3 separate regions of the Zea mays genome follow, and all the other regions are linked to region 1. Evidence: chromatin contacts called from public Hi-C data. All regions are on one chromosome and are shown on one strand. Each heading gives the region's core, a stretch centred on a gene start, on an enhancer-like site or on the middle of the called end of the contact. The rest is flanking DNA. Distances are from core to core; before and after follow the strand shown. Region 1 holds the start of LOC103643455 (probable methyltransferase PMT1). Region 2 holds the start of LOC542598 (malate dehydrogenase 5). Region 3 holds the start of LOC103643458 (serine/threonine protein phosphatase 2A regulatory subunit B''beta).

Evidence for each region. Hi-C and Micro-C count contacts between places; a contact is called where the count stands out from the background.
Region 2: a contact with region 1 is called in a Hi-C map of leaf, with 6 times the contacts expected there. The contact joins the promoter of LOC542598 here to the promoter of LOC103643455 in region 1. A contact is called at or near these places in 4 of 25 Hi-C or Micro-C datasets (ear, leaf, leaf mesophyll and 1 more).
Region 3: a contact with region 1 is called in a Hi-C map of leaf, with 2.2 times the contacts expected there. The contact joins the promoter of LOC103643458 here to the promoter of LOC103643455 in region 1. A contact is called at or near these places in 6 of 25 Hi-C or Micro-C datasets (endosperm, leaf, tassel and 1 more).

Annotation. Positions count from the first base shown.
Region 1 is chr1:237,422,063-237,427,078 of Zm-B73-REFERENCE-NAM-5.0, forward strand. It overlaps LOC103643455 (probable methyltransferase PMT1), which reads right to left and starts at 2,210. Exons shown (of 8, transcript XM_008666650.3): 1 at 2,015-2,210; 2 at 743-1,074; 3 at 497-661; 4 at 1-95. The coding sequence starts at 979. LOC103643456 (exportin-4) reads right to left here. Exons shown (of 32, transcript XM_020546758.3): 32 at 4,967-5,016.
Region 2 is chr1:237,026,677-237,031,692 of Zm-B73-REFERENCE-NAM-5.0, forward strand. It overlaps LOC542598 (malate dehydrogenase 5), which reads right to left and starts at 1,999. Exons shown (of 7, transcript NM_001112133.2): 1 at 1,879-1,999. The coding sequence starts at 1,921.
Region 3 is chr1:237,760,179-237,765,194 of Zm-B73-REFERENCE-NAM-5.0, forward strand. It overlaps LOC103643458 (serine/threonine protein phosphatase 2A regulatory subunit B''beta), which reads right to left and starts at 2,903. Exons shown (of 13, transcript XM_008666659.4): 1 at 2,396-2,903. The coding sequence starts at 2,545. LOC103643459 reads left to right here and starts at 3,432. Exons shown (of 2, transcript XM_008666660.2): 1 at 3,432-3,911; 2 at 3,988-4,165. The coding sequence starts at 3,432. The coding sequence ends at 4,155.

The sequences.
Region 1 (5,016 bases), core at 960-3,459:
ATCCAGTTCTGGTCTGACTTCTCTTTTGCAAGGTGAGTGTGTGGAATGTTTGCTTTCCATACTACATCACGACTTTTTGGCCATTTTATAGGGACCTGGAAAAAAAATTGTGGGTCGGATACAGCTCAGCAAGGATGCAATCAAACAGAACTAATTTCAGATAGGAAGGTCAGTCTGTCAGGGCACGTGTTATTAACAAGAAAAAAATATGAATAAAACAGAAAAGCACAGGGAAAACTTATAACCATGTCTTGAGACAACTAAGGCAAAATTATCTTAGTCAACTTGCAAAAGAGCTTGTATTATTGATCGAATGAAGCACATACTACTATATACAAGATGCAGTATTGCAGTTGCTGCAAATATTACATTAAAAAGACTGGTTGAAAGCTTGAAATAGTCAGTCTATGAACTCAAGTCAAGCGAAGATATATCTCATGCAAGATCTAATTGGAATAAAAGAACACTTTGAGAGAAGAGTTAGATCAGTAGTGACCTTATAGCCATGTGGTGGAGGAATCAAGCAATTAAAACGCCTTTCAGGTGGAGGGCAATGCCTCTCATAGTGCTCCATCAGGTTTAAATCCAGCTTCAGCCTCATTTGATATATCAAGTTCCGATCCAAGCAGGGGATCAGCTCAGAGTGCCGGTCATCACACACCTAAACACCCAATAAAAAACACTTACAATCATGAATAGACAATCCACAAAAGAAAAGGACTGATCACTCGTTGGGACTTACAAGAAAGCTCTTAGGCTTGACATCATCTGCATCCCCGGTTCCAAAAATGGACTCTTCAGAACCATCATCACTGCCCCATCCAAGTGACCGTGAGAATTTGGTCCCGTACTCAAATGCGGTGCTCCCAGCCTGTCCATTGGAGCCCGAGAAATACAAGAAGAGGAGGCATAGGCACACGATCATCACACAGCACAGCACAACCGGCTTGCTGTTCCCGGAGTCATTTCTCCCCCTCATCTCGGATCCTAACTTGCCTTGCCCTCCCTCTAGTAAGCACAGGCCCCAGGATTCATAAACGACTGACTGGAATTCCTCCCCTCTCAGTCACAGATCTGCAAAGAACATCAATCCTCAGAAACAACCCTATCACTGTCAGAAGCTATCAGTAAACAAGAAACCCTACCACAAACACACAACCTGCAGAACTGAAACCAAGATGGAAGCCTCCGAAGAACGGAAATCGTTGGGAAGAATTAAATTCTCCAATCAAACGCCACAAGACATGTCCAATATGCAATTAAACGGGGAATTTCCTGTCAAGTAAGCCAACCTTCAGTGCCCAAAGCTGAAAAAGAAACAGCAGCAGCAGTGAAGTGGGGGACAGAACACAAAGAGCAAAGACCACCACCCCTTTAAATAAAGCTCCCTTTTGCGGGGTTCCGATCTCGGGGGTTCTTGTTGGAGGAAGCGGGCTTGGAGTTCGGTTCACCCGCACCGAAACTTACGAACTTGGATTAGGCGGCAGAGCATACACGGAAAAGAAAATTCGGATTTGACGCTTTTTTTTATTAGGCAACCAGACGCATAAAAAAACTTTGAATTTGACGCGGTTCAAATGCGCGACAGCGACGAGCACCACTGCGGCAGGGTACAGCAGTGCGACGCGTGATGGAAGTGGAATACGTGCGGCGCAAGAGCAGAAACAGATTGAAAAATCGCAAACTAACCACTTGAACGCGCAGCCTACTCCCAAAACTGACGAAACCAACTGAATCCTAATAGACGAGAAAAACACCGAACGGAAGCAACAACAGCACGGGATAGAAAATCCACCGCGACCGCTGCGCAGGCACCGGGCTGAAATCGCGCAAGCGAGCGCGCGTATCCACGGCTGCTGCTACCTCCGGCGAATCCCGTCGGCTCCGAGGGAGCGCCGGGCCATGCGAACGGCGGCAACAGATCGAGCAAGGCTGCCCCGCCCGAGGCGGCGGCCCGCATTGCGTCGCGGGCCGGCCGAGAGGAGGGAAGGGGTGGAGGGACAGAGCAATGCACCGTATCGCGGGTCGCAGCGCCACCGCGGGGCGCGGTCGTCTCCGGTCTCAGGGCAGGGTCGGGGCGGAGAGGCAACCAGTCGCGGGGCGAGCGAGCGAGCGAGAGCCAGCGGAAGGCCTCGACTTGCGGGGTAGTCGGGTAGAGCGAGCGAATGTGGGTATTGGCCTATTGGATGAAAGCTGGGCTGCGGTGAGTTAGTGGCAGGATGACGACGACGCGGGGATTAATAATTAATAGTAACATGACAATTAACTATAGATGTTTAATAAGCACGAGGCACGCGAGCCCGACACAAAGCCCGTTGTTTGGGTCTGGTTTGAGCCCGGCACGGCCCGGTTCTATGCGGGTTCGGACCGGCCTAGACAGAAAACTAGGCATGGTAGGCTAGCACAGCACGGCCTATTTACCCTAAACCCGTTAAATCCGTTTTTTTGCACTAAAACGTGTTTACCGGCCCGTTTAGCTGCTTTTCGGTCCGCTTTTTCGTGCTAAACGGGACAGCCCGACCTGTTTAGGCCCACTGCGGGCCGGGCTCGACCAAGAAATCGAGCCTGTGGGCTTAAACGGTCCGGCCTAGTTTTCTAACCGTGCCTGGCGGGTCGGGCCCAGGCCGGACCGGGCCGGGCGGCCCGTTTGGCCATCTCTACAATTATCTGAGCCCAGCAGATTTTCACGGATCGGTTTATGAAAGTAAAAAATAGACAAAAACGGATTTAGATTGTATACCGCGGCTGCTTATCCATCCTACCTTTCGTCATATCTCTTAAGGCTAATTTGAAAGCCACAAAACCTAAAGGGATTGAAGAATCTAAAATTTCACTTATTCAATTTGAATAAAAGGGGGATTTTAGTCCCTTAAAACACTCTGGTATTTTAACTCCTAAATTAGTCCTAATTTTAAACTTAGATCTCGTTTGGTTTCAGGGAGTAAAGATTATTAGTCTCTTCATTTTAGTCTTTAAATTATCAAACGGTGGGACTAAAACATAGACTAAAATAGTCTCTAGTGACTAAATTGTCAAACAGTGGGAGTGACTAAAAAGAATTAAATCATATTAATTTCACTTTTCACCCCTCATTTATTTCAATTGCACTATTTTTGCGGGAAAATGCTAAAAGGCATTTTGGTCTTTTTATGATTCATTTAATGTGTTCTTGATACTTTAGTCCCTACAACCAAAGCAGCGCAGAGACTAAACTTTAAGACTCGTTTGGTTTGAAAGACTAAAGATTAGTTTCTCTATTTTAGTATCAATTAATCACTAAATTGTCAAACAATGAGACTAAAATAGAGACTAAACAGTTTGTCTCTAGTCTCTCGAGAGGTGACTAAAAGTGACTAAATCATATTAATTCCACTTTTGCCCTCCTTTATTTTAGTTGAACTAATGGCGGGAGAATGCTAAAGGGTATTTTGGTCCTCTTATGAATCATTTAATGCGTTCTGAATACTTTTAGTCCCAAGAACCAAACAGGATAGAGACCAAACTTCAGTCATTTAACTAAACTTTAGTCCATAGACTAAAGAACCAAACCAAACGAGCCATGTTTGATTTTCTTAGTCCATACTAAAGTTTAGTCCATAACTCGTTTGGTTATAGAGACTAATAAGTAGTAAGAACACATTAAACGACTCATAAGACACTAAAAATGCTCCCTTAACATTCTCATACTACTAGTGCAATTGAAATAAATGAAGGGCAAATATGAAATTATTATGGTTTAATCCATTTTAGTCACACTTTGAGGGACTAGGGACTAAAGCAGTTTAGTCTCTATTTTAGTCCCACTATTTGGCAATTTAAAGACTAAAGGCTTGTTTGGTTTGTGACTAAATATGTCACACTTTGCTTAAGATTAGTCGTCCGAATTGAATAACTAACCTTACGCAAAAAAAAGTTACATAAACTATGGCAACTTAGCTAGCGAACCAAACATGACTTAAATGTGATTAAAATAGAGAAACTAATCTTAGTCCCTAAAACCAACCAAACGGGCCCTAAAGTAACCAAACAACTCTTAAAACTGTACAGCCGTGAGTACGAGGAAGAGCTGGATGCTGAGAGGAACAGAATAAATCTTAGATTAGCATCAGATTTAGCGGCGTTGGTTGGGAATTTTGGACAGAATATTTCTGTCGGCGTCCGTCTAGTGGTGCCACTGTAGTGACGCTACTGTTTGCCTGTGCATCATGGCGCTGCCGACCTGCCGTGCTCTTGTCACGTGAGCCAGATTCCACGCTCGCTTTTCAATTCTAATTAAAAAAGATTTTCCCCCCATTTCGACATGCTGGTATCAAATCGCACGCCATTGCTACAAGAATCAGCGGGGGCATTGTTACCAGAACAGCAAATAATTGCGCAGAATTAAATCTCCGAGAAGAGTTATCTGCCCGATCAGACGGATGGCCAACCAATCGCATCCCCCATCGGAATCAAAGCTGTGTCGGCTCTCAATATCTCATGAGAGAAGAGATGGGCCCCGGCTCCTCGAGCCTGCCTGCTTGCGCACAGGAATGTACGATCTGAGATCCGGACACAGCTTGTGCACGCAGGCACCGACGCACTGGCTGCCCAGTGGTGAGGTGGACTGGAGCGATTGCTGAAGCCTAGAGAGTAGACAGACTCACACAAGAGAGCGAAAATTTTTTTTGGTGCAGCTGCAGCCACCCCTCACAAAAGCAGGATTGATCCCACCTACAGATCCACCAGATAACGTTTTAGTTATGTTATTGCTGCTACAAGTGGGGTCAATCCTTTTTTTTGTGTGAAAGGCTGCAAACATCCTAGTTTGCAGCCGGCTGCACCAAATTTTTTTCCAGAGAGAGAGCATAGCCGCACAGGACCGCCTACACTCTACAGTGACCCCCACTGAGACAGCAGACAGACACATGTGGTGCCCGCCAATTTTGGAATGCCTCATGCCTGTATCGGCACTCAGTGTCATCATAACTGCAGGCCAAATTTGGTACAAAAGATTGAAAACCTCTCGCAATCATACTG
Region 2 (5,016 bases), core at 749-3,248, 400 kb before region 1:
AAAGTGAGATCATTCTTCGGATGTAAAACTAGCCAGAAAATTTTTGATGGGTCATTGGTTGGTAGCGTCAACATCCTCCACCAATTTTTGTCATGCTGCTTCAAATTTGGGAATGACTAATCTCCATCCTCAGGCTTACAACATGACATTGGGTTTACAACTTAAAATAAGAAAATAAAACCCAAAAAAAAACCTCACCCATATGTTGGGCGCAAATCAGTAGTAAGATTTTGGATCCAAATTCACCCTCTCTGTCACAATGACAATCACTCGTCGACTAAGATTTTCATGACAAAATTGTTTGCTATGAAAGCACATGGTATCCATGGCACCTTTTGTGAATTGCACAATGACGTACGTGTCCATGCAAAGAAGAATGCAACACCCTATCCTATCATAGCATGTGGCAACCTCAAAGCCAGAACATACTCTTGCTCCTCATTCTATTATGCTACATGGAGACACCTTTACTGCTGATATGGAGTAGATCTTTAAAACAATATGACAATTATTGAATTAGCAAATATCATCCCAGGTACCGGAACAGGTGAGGGAAGGTCACTATCACCATAAGAACAAGCATCATATTTTAACTCAGTACAAGCATATAAAAATGGAACTAGTAAATACGCATTGTACACCAACTCTAATACCATCAAATATGACACAAGCAGTAGACAATTGTTGTATCACAGTAGATGCTTATAAGGGGGTGTTTGGTTCTGTGGACTAAAGTTTAGCCCGGGTCACATCAAGCGTTTGACTTTCAAATAGGAGTATAAAATATTGACCCAACCAACTGTACTAGATTCGTCTCACTTTTTAATCTTCGGCTGAGAAATTAGTTTTATAATCCGACTACATTTAATACCCCGAACGGAGGTTCAAACATTCGATGTGATAGGGGCTAAATTTTAGCAGGGGCAAACCAAACACCCCCTAAGAATAGCTCAATAATATACAAGAAAAGTGTCAAGCACGCTGTGCAATTTTATAACTGAATGCCAGACATATGCTACCATAAATAAGCAGGATATTAACTAACTTTTGGCTAATCCATACCAAACCCTGTGGTTATGATAATAGAAATGCAAGAACTCAGATGACATGCTACAAAAGATGAAAAGAGTGAACGCGTCAAGCATGGGCCCCAAACAACTGCAGCCTGGACCCCTGGATGCCTACACCACCATCCTTAATGTTTGAGGAAGTTCCATTACATTACATGATTATTAAGGCACCTATCTGAACAGCTAAAAGGTTACATCACTCACGCAGTGATCGTGTAGACAGAATTCATGCAAGTTTAGCACGTAAACTCCATGGGTGGAGTACCTAGATCTGTAACTTAAGTCCCACCAGATAGTCTGATGGGATGAAATATATCAAAACCACTCGCTCCAAAACGCCGTTGACTCCAAAACCACCGGATCCGAACCTGCTGCTATCCCGGAGCCCTTAAGGTTCAACTAGAGATCGCAGCAGTAAAATCAACTATCTAAAGAGTAAGCAGTTAATTAAGTGCAGCTAGCGAGTCAACTGGATCAAGTGACTACCACGAGGATCTACCCATCAAGCCCAACCACTGATCAGATCAGCTAGCACCGCGGATCGGTTCAACTTCACCGACTGAACAAGGAGAGTGACAGTGAGCCCTTCTACAGTTCTACTGGCCAAAACTACGTCAACCCAAACGCCCTAAACACCATCAGATCGAGCGATAAAAACTGAGATCTAGCGAGTTAAGCACACTCTAAACCACACAGGATCGGATCGAGCTCGGGCTCAGGCTCGGGCGGACTAGGCCAGATCCGAGCCGGGACCAGACGACACCGGATACTACGCGGATCGGGAAGGAGGGAAGGTTCAGCACCGTACCTGCGGCGCCAGTGACGAGCACGCGCATTGGTTCCTTCGCCATCGGTGCGAGTGGAGGAGGCGGCGGGGAGCTTCGAGAAGGTTCTGGAAGCGGGGGTTTGGGAGTGGCTTTGGAGGCTGCGGCAACCAAGGGATAGCGAAGAGAACGCGGCAATGGGTGGCCACTATTTAACAACGTCGCTGTGACGGGGAAGCCTTGGGAATCCACTGTCACACGCCCCGATAATGACAGCGTGCTTATCAGTAACTGACAATTGGCCCGACACCAGCGGGCCCCTGACGTCAGTGTGCTATGTTGGCTCTGATTGGTTGGTGTGTCTTTAGGCAGGAGACTCGCAAGTGACGGCGTGACGCTTGACGCTGTGGGCGCTGGCCCACCGCCCACGGCTTCGGCGATGAATACTACGTACAGTAGTACGGAGTGGAGCAAGATGGTGGGGTCCTTCTGTCAGTTAGACAGCATGGCAGCTTGGCAAGCTGGATGATGCTCGATTGATTTCTGCATTTTTCTTGCGAGCTGTTTTACAGGACCGAAGCGGCGACATTATCGTTGTGGAGGAGATGTCTCTCGAGATTCGAGAAGCGTGGCGTGAGGAAGATGGCACTCATTCACGATAGGGTTGGTGATAGGTTTGATAGGTACCGATGGCTTTGATCACCAGCCGTTTTTTTATCCACACATCTAAAGATTTGAAAGCTACTTCGACCGATAGGGAAACGCGATGTGACGATACTTTTTCTTACTACTATGTTTGGTTGGGACTTGGGAGTAAGAGCAATTACAATAATAAACTCTAAGTCTGCTTACATGACATTTTTATTTATGTGGTATGGTCGATTGTCCACACCATTAATTAAAGCAATCAATCTGTACTTTACTTTTTTGTCCTATGAATAGCCAGTAGCATAGCTTTCTTCATCTCAATCTTCACCGCGACTATACGTCGTCTAGAGACGTCTTGGGTGTCATGTCGATCCCAAGACAAACCCTATGATCTCCCTCCCTGACGAAGTCCCTTACCAGGGGCGAGATCCAGGTGTCGATAGAGAACGTTGCCGCCCTACGCTTGCGCGGACCATCTGGCTCGGCGCAGGGAACCCAGCTCCTGTTGTCTAGGTCGCGGACCATCTGGCCCTAGGCCGCGGACCGTCCGCGCCGCCGCAGAGATTGACGGCCCTAGCTTGCCGAGCTGAACAACTCCAGTGATTGGCGCCCAGATCTGCGTCAACACAGTTTTTGATGACTCCGCTAGGAAAACTGAGATTGGATTTACCAGATCGGTGTCATATGGTCGGTTCAAAGGAAACACCGATATTTTCTCTAGCAACATCAAGCCGACTACGAATGACCTGTAGGTTGAAAAATATCATAGGCTGGAAAACGCCAGGAAAAAGATGCAGACATAACTCGAAGAGTTGTTCTTGACTGATTTCAAGGTCGACTGAAGCCAGAAGCTCATCCGACAGAGAGAATATAACCCTGGTGAATCTTCGTCCTGCTACAATCAGACCCAGCGCTGTAAGTAAATACGATGACATCCAATCTCTTCGATCTTACGTAGAGGAACAGTGGGGATAGATGCAACAAATCTTAGGGGCATACAAGAGGATTATACGAGGCTAAACATGTGTTTGATAAATCTGTTATTACTAGTTTTTCATCACACGATGCACAAACTAAAGAAAACCTACAGTACCCATCGGCTGCAAAATGGGCATGCCCAGTCCCAACCCTTTTATGAGATGCCGATGAACTCCTATAACGGCTAGCCACATCCTCCACCACCCTATATGGGAACAACCCTTGCCCCTGTGCATAGACGAATAGTCCAGGCCTGAGGCCGAACGGTCGGGTCCAACAGTAGTTGGTACCGTCCCTCACGACGAGCCACTGAAAGCTACACAAGGGACAATAGAGATGCTCGGACCATGCGGATATACGATCGGACCGTCCGGGCACGTCACCGGACCGTCTGGATATTACACCAGATCGTCCGCAATAGGGTATGAGGAGCAGAACATAGAATATTACCAGCAACCCTACTACCAGCCCCCAACTAACGTCTTTCTAGCACCCACGGCCCCTCAAGAACGTAGAATGATCTCACCCACACATAGGTATGAACCCTTTTCGGGCCCCAGAAGACCGGAAAGATCTCTAACATGCAATATGGAGTACCTAGGGGCAATGTTAACGCCCCACATAACCCAAATCCATGGGCAAGGGGCAATATAATGATACACCAACAACCACACATATGGACCAAAGGACCGGTGGATTACCACCGGTCGCCATTGATATAGTTAGAGAGGAGATAGCTGGGACGTTTCGAGACTAACTCGGAGTTAACATGTCCCATGGGGGGCAATCTTATCGGCGACCACATGATAGCCGATTCAATTACGACTCGTACCCACAGGGGGCAAGGATACCCGAATTTACAAAATTTTGGGTGACTAGGGGAGAAGCACGTATGAGCATATAGGCCAATTTTTAGCCCAGTTAGGGGAATTGGCCAATAAGGAGGCATTTTGTGTACATTTATTTTCATTATCCCTCATTGGTACTACTTTCGCATGGTACGCCACCCTGCCACCTAACTCTTTCTATTCTTGGGGAGATTTTGGGCCAAAAATCCATGGTCGTTTTTTCTCCAGGGATTATGAGCTAGACCTAGTCGATTTAGTGGCCCTACAACAAGGGAAGGATGAATTGGTTAACGATTATATCCAGAGGTTCCGAGACACTAGAAATCGATGTTTCCAAATTCACATTGCAGAAAAAACAAGCGGTAGGGTTATCCCTTAAATGGAATGTGCCATTATTTTAAGGAAAATTAGAGGGCATCTTGTTTTTTACATTAGCATAGCTGCATCAGCGAGCTTCGGTTTGAAAAAGTCGAAGAAAAGATACACCTAAGGCGGCACACACAGTATCAATTTAGTAAATTATGATCAAAGTAGCTCAGATGACAAGCCAAAAGATGTGTATGTCGCAGAGGTGGTTTGGCCAGCCAGGCCAAACTATCATCATGTACCACTCTACAGTCGGACCAAAAGAATCGACAAGAAGAAGCAAAATTTACCTTTAATGTTGCTAAATGTGGTAAAGTATTTGATGAATTATTGAAAAGCGGC
Region 3 (5,016 bases), core at 1,653-4,152, 340 kb after region 1:
CAACAGGAATGCACATGTTTGCATACCCAACACATACAATCTGCTCATAAAGCTCAGACCATCTCACTAGTATGTAGTATCAACCATAAATCAACCACCAGCTACTCTCTTAAACTCTACTTATACAGCAATTAGACTCATCCCTAGGGGCATGGGGACGGTGCCACCAAAATTGAGGGCCACAACAAGCGGTGTCGCACCAGTGACCCACTATATTCCATGGTCAAATTACTCTGTTTGATCAACCAAAGAAAATGCAGCAACTCCCAAAGATCCAGCATTCCATTTGCTTGTGGCTTGTGCTTGTTCATATCCAAGCCAGCCGTCTCAGACTCAGACCCAATGATTTCAAGTCGTCCAACTAATCGCGATCGGTCAAGTCGGTTCTATTGGTGCGATTAGGAAGTCTGACTCGATCAGGTCGACTAATTGTCTGGTCGTCTGACTATTCATCGACTAAGCGCCCCAATTAGGGTGGGGACGACTAGTTTCTTTTTAAGGCCTGATTTGGATGTGGGCTGGACGACCGGTAATAAGGCCCATTAGGCCATTACTGTTAGGGTTTTAGTTAAATAATGCTGCTCCCTATTCTATTCTACCGGCGGCTGCCCTGTGCCCTCTCTGCTTGATTCCAATGGCTGCCCTCTCTCTTGATTCCGGCGTCTGCCCTCTTCCGGCGGTGCTTCCAGCGGCTGCTCTCTGACCTCTCGGCGGCGGCGGCGACCCAGCAGCCTGCGCAGCGGCAAGATGAGTACATCGTCTGAAGATCTGTTCCCCTCTTGAATTCCCCTCTGCGCTCTTGAATTCACCTCTGTTTCCTGTTGCGCGCCTTTGCTCCCCTCTGCTTCCCACTGTGCGACTGCGATCTATGCCTCAATTTCTTCCATTCCTTGTGTATGTGTAGAGAGGGATTGGCGCCATGAACATGCAGCAGCTGTTGAACGTGCAGTAGCGAGTTAGTGACTGACTGATGGTCTGAAATCTGAATTGTCCAGTTCCAGTATTCAATATCCATATTCGCTATGTTTGGTATAGCCTCCTATATGCTATATATATAGGTCCTGTAAATATGCAGGACGACTGCGACCAGGTCGATTAGGACCTGATTAGTCGACCTAATTGTCGTCCTTATCGTTATTAGTCGCCTGATCGCCCGGGTGGATCGACTAGCAAGTCAACCGACTTGAAATCATTGCTCCGACGGTCAGAGGCGCTTGTTCTGTTGTTCATCTCATGCGGAAGGGCCAAGCACCAACAGGCAGTGCCAGTGTGCTGCTGCAGTGGAGCATGGACGTGCACTGGTGCACATGCCCACCAGAAGCCAGCGTACATGCAGCCTGATCTGCATGGCTGCAAGGTGCAGGCCTGCAGGCTCTAGTGCTTAGCGACAAACAAATAAGGGCACATCAGCACAGGCAACAACTCAACAATTTAGGAGACAGGAAGTTTCTTATTTTCATCTTTTTCTTCTTCAAATGCTTCAGATGATAGATGAACTATAGAGATCAGTGAACTGTTTTGTTTTTTGTGGTTTGTCATACATCTCTTATTCTTCGTATTTCCATCTTTTGTGTATTTGTGCATCAATTGATAAATAATAAAGAATAAACGATCTAATTCAATCTAAAATGGAAACATAAGATAGGTTTATTATAAAATATAATCACATGTCATCTGAAATCATAGGTTTATTGTTCTATATAGAAAGGCCTCAGTTTAGAGTTTGGCACATGCCCTGATTTATGCAAGGACAGTTCTGACAGCAATAAAAATAAGAATTCAGACTAAGACAAGATTCGCATGCACCAGGCTAGTTCCTATATCATTGTTGACGTGAAACACAGCTTAGGCGACACTAATCAGGTCACTGATATGGCACATATCTCCTGCAAATATGATACATGCTCATGTCACCAAATGACCAAAATTTAAAAAACAATGGTAGTGTAGATAACAATAAAGTAATTCAATAAGGCTAAGATCACTCCCGGCAATAAGTTGCTTTTAGTCTGGTAGTGACATTTAGCCTCATGTGGTATTATACTGAAATATACCAGTCAGCCCAGTTACAATGAAATTTACATTGCCGAGCTTCCAAGAACAAGATCATAGACAAAGAAACATAAGTACGAATAAAGACAAACCAAACCACTAAATGAACCCTGCACTTTGATCTACTAAAGTCCATCATCATACTTCATCTAAGTCACAAGCTGGTAAATGCGATACGAAATAATGACCTAACCAGTAGGCGCCGCAGCGCAAAGGACACCAAACGAAACGTTCGAAAGATGTTTCCAACTTGTCTGAGCCTAACATCAGAGTCCAGGGAAATTTAAGCACAAACCAAAGCAGCAAGCAAGCGAGGAAGGCGACAGGACGCGTAAAAGGATACCAGCTTGGTCGTCTCGGGTAGCACGAGCCACTGCGAATACAGCGCATCAGCTATGGAGTTCTCACGAAGCGCGCCCGGCGCGAGCTCCGCCAGCTGCAGCAGCTCCGGGTCCAGCGCTGCCGCGTCCCTCCTCGCCGGCTCCACCTCCATTACTTCCAAGCTCTGGAGGCCTTCTCATACACCAAGCGGGCCACCAAAACCCAGATCTGCCCCCGCGCGTCCGGACGCTGTTCCGGCGGGGAGGAAGGGCCCAAATCCGAGCTCAGCGGGATCAGCTAGGAGCAACGAAGTAGGATCGAGCGCCGGCAGCGGCGGGATCTGAAGCGACGGCTGGAGGTGGGGCGGTAGCAGGTGAAACCCTAGGCAAGCAGCCGAGCGAGGAGGAAATGAGCGACGGCAAGACGGTGGTGCACGTCGATATAACAGCGGAGTGCAAAATAAATTGATCTTTCGGATGCCACTTTCGGTTTGGGGTAAAGCTATAGCTAGAATTGAGCAAAATAATTAGGAGGTGTTTGGTTTTTAGGGACTAATGTTTAGTCCCTAGATTTTATTCCAATTTAGTTCCAAAATTGCCAAATATAGAAACTAAAATAATTAGTTTCTATATTTAGCAATTTATATACTAAAAAGGAATAAAATGAAGGGACTAAACATTAGTCCCTAGAAACCAAACACTCCTTTAGTCTTTCCGAGTAGATCCATATATACACTTTTTTTAATTCCTACTGTAACTAGCAAATTACACGTTGCTACATGTTATGTTAATCTAGACTACTATATTAAGGTTGTAAGGGATAGTCTGCCTACATCTAGTTCTGCCTCGCGCGAATCTCGATCGTCCATCTATACCAATTTCGACCGTCCGTCGTTGCGCCCCGCGCCTCCGCCATCTGATCCGCCAACCGGCCTCCCTCCCCGTGCGCATCGCCGCCAGCAGCCAACCGGCCACCCCCATCCTCGCGTGAATCCCGTGCGCATCGCCAAAGTAATAATCACATACAGTAAATCATTCGATCTCCACCGGCCTCCTCCAATGACCGTAGCCGGAGCCATTCGCCGCCGGCGAGCATCGCGACCCCATCTCCCTCTCTTCGTCCTCGTCCTACTTTTCTCTACTCTAACCCCACGTACTTCGGCGCTCCGCGTTCCGCTCCGCCACGCAGCAACCCTCGTCTCCCTCTCCCATTCGCTCCTCTCCTGCGCCGCCATCACACGTGTTGCTCGTGGGGACGCCGCGGCGGCCGCACGTGTACGGCGAATCGCTTCCCTCCTGTCGTCCCGTGGTGCGTGGGGACTCGGCTGGGACTACCTCCGCCACTACGCCTTCTCCTCGGCCATCGGATGCGGCCTCTCCTGCGCAGTCGCCGCCTCTCGTCTCATCGCCGCTGTCGCGCAGGCCTCGCGCTTACGTTCCGCCACTGACGCTGCGCAGTGGATGCGCCTACACTACGACGACATCTGCGACGTCGCCACGCAGCTTCTGAACGGGCTTCTACTCGCCTTCTCCGAAGAGGTAACTGACCTATTCACTCGTGGTGCCTCTGATTCACACATTGCTCTGTCGATTTGTGACATTTGTTGCGGTTTAGGGGCCATTGAGAGAGGTGTTCATGGATATTAAGTGGGAGGTGGAGGAAGGGGAATTGCTGAAGGATTGCCTGGAAGTGGGAGCTAAGGACTTAAAGGGTTTGCTTGTCATTGCCAAAGATCTCTTCGCTGGTGTTTCAAGGACTTCTACGCAGCATAGCGAGCTCTGAGGTTTGGTGACTTTAAATTTGCCTTTTCTGATCGTTTCAGGAACTCACGCATGCTTGTGTAATTTAGTTTACTTTAGAGACCTGATGTTGATCTGTACTGTACAGAAATTAAACCCTTGTGATATCACTGTTGTGTCTGCTACTAATGGGTTTTGAATTTTGAGCTGTGCATATTTTTGCTAATCTGAATCCATTTGTGATCATGGCACTACCAATAACTTTGGTCCTTTTTTCTCAATGCACATGCTATTTTATTGATTTAGTGGAAATGTTGCGCGTGAAACTGTTCTATGCAAACATTGGATAGAGATACTATTAGATGTAGTTATTCTCCATTTGGGTATTTAAATAAAAGCTGCAGATATTTGCATTGTGGATTTTGAATGTAAGAGTTTAGATATGCCCTTTTTCGGTATTAGGAGCTCATACTTTTTATCCCAAAAGAGATGATTCTGATGCCAAGAATTTAAGGTATAAAAAAGATGAATCAGCCATGCTGCCCACAATATGTCCTATAACTGTCTTTCCAATTTATGTTTGCTCAATTTTCTCTCCAAGCAAAGAGGTATTAGTAATAATGATTGTAGGTTTTTGTCTAGCGAGGATGGAATCTCAAGAGAAAAATATTGTACTTCCTATCCCCCAAGGAGATAATACACTGTCAATAGATGAATCTCTACTTGTGTGTTTGTCTCATAACAAGCCAAAAAATCGATGTCAACTGCAATAGTTCCGAAAGGTATTATAACTTCCATAGCATTGTATGGATCAATTTGTATTTTTTGATTGCAAGTGATCTCTGTTTCATCTCATGACTGTTTTGTTCCTAGATTATATTTTCACGCAGGGTGATCTTGCACT